Regions from separate parts of the Mus musculus genome. Here region 2 is linked to region 1. A link is a contact called in public Hi-C data. All regions are on one chromosome and are shown on one strand. The core of a region is the stretch at or near the end of the contact, and the rest is flanking DNA. Distances in the headings are between cores, read along the strand shown. Region 1 overlaps Myo16 (myosin XVI). Region 2 has its middle 31 kb from the start of Gm39129.

Region 1 (2,836 bases), core at 103-2,602:
TGAGCCATGGGGAGCTAGCCAGACCAAGTGAGCCATGGAATGCCAGCCAGCACCCTGTTCCCCCAAGGTCTGCTCTGCTTCAGTTTCTGTCTTCGGTTCCTGCTCTGCCGTTCCTCGCTGATCGATCGCTGATCGACTGTGATGGATGCATAAGACAAGTAAACCCTTTCCTCACCGAGTTATTTTTGGTGGTGGTGCATTTATGACAGAAAACAAACTGAGGCAACGTCTTTTGAGAGCAATATTGCCTAGAAAGTTTCCATGCAAGCAGATGGACATGGGCCAACTATGAAGTAAGGGTCAGTTGTGGAGTGAAGAAGAGGCACTATGATTGGCCCTAATAGACAAAAATTTGGTACATGTCTACTACAGTCAACAGGCAACCACAAAAGCACTTCTAAGGATATGTAGTTAAGGTACCAGAATATATAAAAATGTATCATACATCATATATCATACATCATATATCACATACCATACATCATATAGCAAAAGTAATATCATATATGATATATTACAATATAATATATTATATATAATTATTACATATATAATTATATATATTACATAAAAAGTTTTACAGCCCTGAGAATATATAATATATAGTAATATATTATATTGTATATTACATTTTCCTGTTTTCTGATAACTCTGTGTCTCTCTTCATCATACAAATTTTAGAAATGCTTTATGCATTCTGGATAATACTGCTTTTTGCTTTCATGTGTGGACAACATTTTGCTTGCTCTGTATTTCTAGTCAGGAAAATATTATTTATATATACCATATATTATAAATAAATAAATCATATATGTGGACATTAGAGGGCGTTTCAAATAACCTAAAAGAAGTCACTGTAGGGAACCAGCAAAATGAGGCAAAGTAAAACAAACAGTCAGACTAGGAAACACACAACAAAATGTATTCTCCTGAGGCCGGCCATATCAGTGATGATAGGAAGTGTGGATGGCCTGTCAGAAGATTGTTCAGTTGTAGAAAAATAAATAAGACCCCTAACAATGCCATGGGCAACACAACTGTGTTAGACAGAGAAGCCGATGTATTCTGAGTCATGGGATGGGTGTTTTACAGGAGGGTGAGAGTTGCAAGAGTTGGAATGGTATTTTCTTGGCCCTCAGAATCCCTAGCACACTCTTAGCTGTACCTTGAGGGTGTGACTTGTATAGACTGGGAACCTGTTGAGATTGTTTAGAAAATTCACAGGATAAAAAGCTCCGCCTTCAAGGCGAGGATGGAAAGAGTGATAGAGCAGCTGGCCAGCTCCAGACAAGAGGACCTCACAAGAAGGAAGGATCCTGAGAGAAAGGGAAAGGGATATCATGCTGACCCCACATGGCCAAAACTAGACCTGACAGCAGGGTAGGCAGAGTCAAGGAAACAAAGGCTGGGTAGACTTGCTGCAATCAGAACTGGGGCTAGGTGCTTTTTGTTCAATAGCAGACAGAAAATGAGCAAGAAGTCAGAGCTGAGCTCTATTGGTGACTAGATCTGACTGCTATTCCCAGGATGTTCTGTTCAGTCACAGCAGAGCATACTCCTTCTTCCAGAACACCCATAAGTTTCACCAATACAGGCCATACCCTGGGAGGGAGGACAAAGCTCAAACATTTAAGGGAATGAAGAAATTATAAGGTACATCCTCAGACCCAGACAGACCAACCAGAAATCAGTAACAGTTAACAGGACATCTCTGAACATTGGGAAAATGTACATTGGCCAGAGAGAAAGTCCCAAGAGGAATTAGAGAATATTTTTAGCTGAACAAAGATGTAAGCAGAACCTATGGAAAGTCACATGATGAAGCAGGCAGCTCAGAGGGAAATTGAGGACCCTGTTTTATTAGGAATATCAAAAGCTGTTTTTTGTTTTTAACGAGAACAGTAGTTAGCCAACTGATAAGCAACAGATAACCAGTGGATAACCACTAGGAAACCCATTAATGATCAACTGGCTAGGAATACAGAGCAAGCAAAATGCTGTTCACACATGAAACTGAAAAGCAGCATTATCCAGAATATGTAAAGAATTTCTAAAATCTGTATGATGGAGAAAGACACGGACCTATTAGGAAACAGGAAAAGAACAGAGCTGGATGTGCAGTTGTGAGTGTCCATGAAAATAACACCAACCAGGCAAACATCAAAGGAGGCGGCAACCTGACTCAAGTCACACTTATCAATCGCAAGAATAGCATCACCAAACTAAGCGTTTGCCAGTGGAGAACACTTTTAGACGCGTCCACAGTCGGGAGCACCCCTGTTCAGAACCTTAGCCCTCTACTTCTTGGGAGCCCCAGCAAGCTGACTCTCCCTTGCAAAGAATGAAAGGCATATCCCAGGTGTACATCTCAGCATGGTTGGTAAGAGCAAAGACAAGGGGTTTTGCTTTTTGTAGTTTTCCATACCAAGTTATCAAATCGTGGACACGACCTCAGGAGTTCCGTGACTGTATTCACTGAGATTTACTGGATTTGAGAAGAAGCCGAAGTTGAACAAACTGGCTCACACCTAAAATGTGGTAGTTTCTGGCCACTGAATGCCACCGTCTCCCTGCATCTTTGGTGAACTGAGGGCCAATGGCACAACATACCCAGACAATAGGAGCAGCTGTGCACATCTGGAGGACAGAGATGAGGTCAGGTGGGATTTTTTTCATGGTGACATCCCCGGTGGCCAGGCAGTGAGACTGACCTTAGGACAAGGGCAGAGCTGTGTCCCTGGGCCCTTCCTGTCCCCTTCAGCTTATGTCCTCTGAGGTTGCTGGGGAGAGCTAAAAGCCATGTTGGACTGATAATTGCAAAGGCCTGATTGTGACT
Region 2 (2,836 bases), core at 162-2,661, 95 kb before region 1:
GTGTGTCCATCTGTGTCTCAGTCTCTCTCTGCTACCTGCTCTGAGTGTGGATTGAGGCAGGGAAGGCCTGGCTTCTGATGTGGCACTGATGAAGCTCATCCCAGGTGGAAGGAACATGAGCGTGATATCCCCACACAATTCCAACCGTCTCTGGAGAGTCAGAGCTGGAGGGTGAAGCAATGGGTACAGGAGACCTAATGGGTACACATGAAGGACTTCTCCAAGTTCCTGAAGGAATAGGAGTCATACCATGCACTCAGACACACACACACACACACACACACACACACACATACACAGAAACACAGAGAGAGAGACACACATACACAGAGAAAGAGAGACAAACAGACAGACAGACACATAGACAGACACACAGAGACACAGACACACAGAGAGATAGAGACACATACACACAGACAGACACACACAGAGAGAAATACACACATACATAGACACACACACAGAGACACATATACATACATAGACACACACACAGAGACAATCACACACACATACACAGAGACACAGACACACAAACAGACACATACCCAGACACACACACAAAGAGACACAGGGACACACACAGGTACAAGGACCCAGAATGGCTCTCTAAGGACCATTGATCCTGGGTCATCTTGCTGATACCTCAAGTTGATGGACAGCTGGGAGGGAAACCTGGACAGAGGCAGCCAGGCCACACTAGACAAGAAACTGTACACCTGAATGTGTCCTAAAAACACAGATGAGCCAGAACTGACCAAAAGCAAAACAGGATTCTGTGAAGCAACTGATAAACACTTTTCAAAAGCAATGATTAATGCACAGATAGGAGTGTGGAAGGAAGTTATTAGTGGCGGGCCAAAGGGTTCTGATGAGATTAAGCCCAGTTAGATGCTTGCCTTACACGGAGCCATGGGAAACATACTTCTCAAATTAGCGTGTCATCTAACCAGAGGGGAAGTGTGCAGATAAGCCAGTGAGAAGGAGACCAGAAGCTTCACCCTGGATGTGCTGTGAAACAAGCCAGAGGCTCTGCGGAGGCCCCGCTGATGAACCATTCAGCTTTGGAATGGCTTCCATAAGTTGACATTTCCCTCTTACTGTTATGTCTAGAAATAATCCCCAACTCAAAATCAAAACAGGCATATGTGACCCTCGCTTTTCAAGAAATCAAAATGAAAGGAAGAGAGAAAGCCATGCAGAGTGTTTTTTTCAAGAGCCACTTCAGTCAGTGTGGAGGCCATGAGTGTGTAACCTTATAGTTCTGGGATCCAGGGAAGATCAACAAAGGCCAGCTCCATAAGGCACAGCAGACCTGGGGTGAGAGAGAACTTGACCCTATATTCCACCTGCTCCTGGCAGAGACTCAAGACTGAGTGTCCCTCTGAGAGAGATTCTAGAAGAGCTACTGGGGAGTCAGCAAATGCACAGGTGATGTCAGAAGGTGTCTTTGGTGGCCCCTGAGCAGTGTCAGGGCAGGGACAGGCTTCACTGGAGATCATGCGAGGCTACTCCATCCTGCTAGAGGAAACAAGAGGTAAGGGATTAATTTGCACACCTACAGTCTTGTTTGGTGTTGAGACTCCCACAATCCAAAACTAGGGTCTTTATCCCCATTGGGGGGTCCCTCTGTGTTCATGTTGGTATCAGGTGTCCTATTTACACTTCTCTTAAAAAATTATTTATTCATTTAATGAATATGAGTACATTGTTGCTGTTTTCAGACACACTAGAAGAAGCCATCAGATCCCATTATAGATGGTTGTGAACCACCATGTGGTTGCTGGGAATTGAACTCAGGACCTCTGGAAGAGCAGTCAGTGCTCTCAACCACTGAGCCATCTCTCCAGTCCAGGTGTCCTATTCTTAGTTGACCCCATGTTACATGAAACAGTGGTTTCTCACTCTGAAAGATTCTATTCCATAAATAGCTTTAGGTGCCATTCTGAGAGTGGAGGATACCTGCATGGCTAGGTGGACACAGAACACCATCTCTCTGGCACTATCCATGCACAGACAAGAAAGGGTGCAACCCCTTCACCTGGACCCAGTACAAAAGTTGCCATCCCACATTCTGATGGCAGAGGTCCCATCCAGCTGCCATCTGACAACTGATGTGTACCTCAAGGACTAAGAGGCAGGGAACTCCAGCTTCCCTAGGCTTCAACCTGGCTCCATTCCTGCTGCTGACAGGATTTGAGTGTAGACAACCTGTCCTCTTGTTCATCTGGATATCTATCTGTCATTCCATTTTTTTTTTTTTCAATCTGGATGTGGTCTCTTCAGCTAGACTCAGCTCAATGCCTCTGCTGTCAATCTGCCACACCCTCAGCTGCAGCTGTTCCAGTCTCTGCAGTCCAGTCCCAGTTTTACTCTGTTATCACTATAACAGATCCTGCTCCTTCCTTTTGGTATCCTAGCTGTGGCTTTGAAACTCTGTGCCTTTAATCCTTAGTAGTCACCCATAACCTGCAAATGTAGAGAAAGATGTATTTACTCTGTGATGTGTGATCTCAGGTTAATGTTAGTAAGGTAGGAATAAAGTAAACTGTTCCCTTGGGCTGGATTCACCAAGAAGAGCAGGATTGTCAGGCAAATTGCTGCCACTGAAACTTTCACACATAGTGAATTTATTGTTATCTAATGATTTCTGACATTGTGGAAAGATTCAAAGGTGTTCCTTTGTGCGTTCCACACAGCACATTCATGACAGCCTACTCAAAACTGAGAAAGGCTAGAGAGACTGTCGGGGCACACAGGGATGGTGTGGATTTTCAGGTGGAGCAAAAGAGCTGATAAGTTAGTTCCCTGGTGAAAAATGTGTGCTATAAAACAC

Evidence for each region. Hi-C and Micro-C count contacts between places; a contact is called where the count stands out from the background.
Region 2: a contact with region 1 is called in a Hi-C map of the N1E-115 cell line, with 2.1 times the contacts expected there. The contact joins two enhancer-like sites. A contact is called at or near these places in 3 of 484 Hi-C or Micro-C datasets (the N1E-115 cell line, bone marrow-derived dendritic cells and bone marrow-derived macrophages).

Annotation. Positions count from the first base shown.
Region 1 is chr8:10,612,082-10,614,917 of GRCm38.p6, reverse strand. The region is part of intron 34 of Myo16 (myosin XVI); the gene reads right to left. Among named protein-coding and RNA genes, the nearest start is that of Gm32330, 60 kb to the left of the region's middle. Within about 2 kb of position 1,352, at least 2 of the 459 cell types and tissues checked have an H3K27ac peak or open chromatin away from gene starts, as enhancers often do. A contact at or near this core is called in the N1E-115 cell line, where this site is marked.
Region 2 is chr8:10,706,831-10,709,666 of GRCm38.p6, reverse strand. No RefSeq gene overlaps it. Among named protein-coding and RNA genes, the nearest start is that of Gm39129, 31 kb to the left of the region's middle. Within about 2 kb of position 1,411, at least 2 of the 459 cell types and tissues checked have an H3K27ac peak or open chromatin away from gene starts, as enhancers often do. A contact at or near this core is called in the N1E-115 cell line, where this site is marked.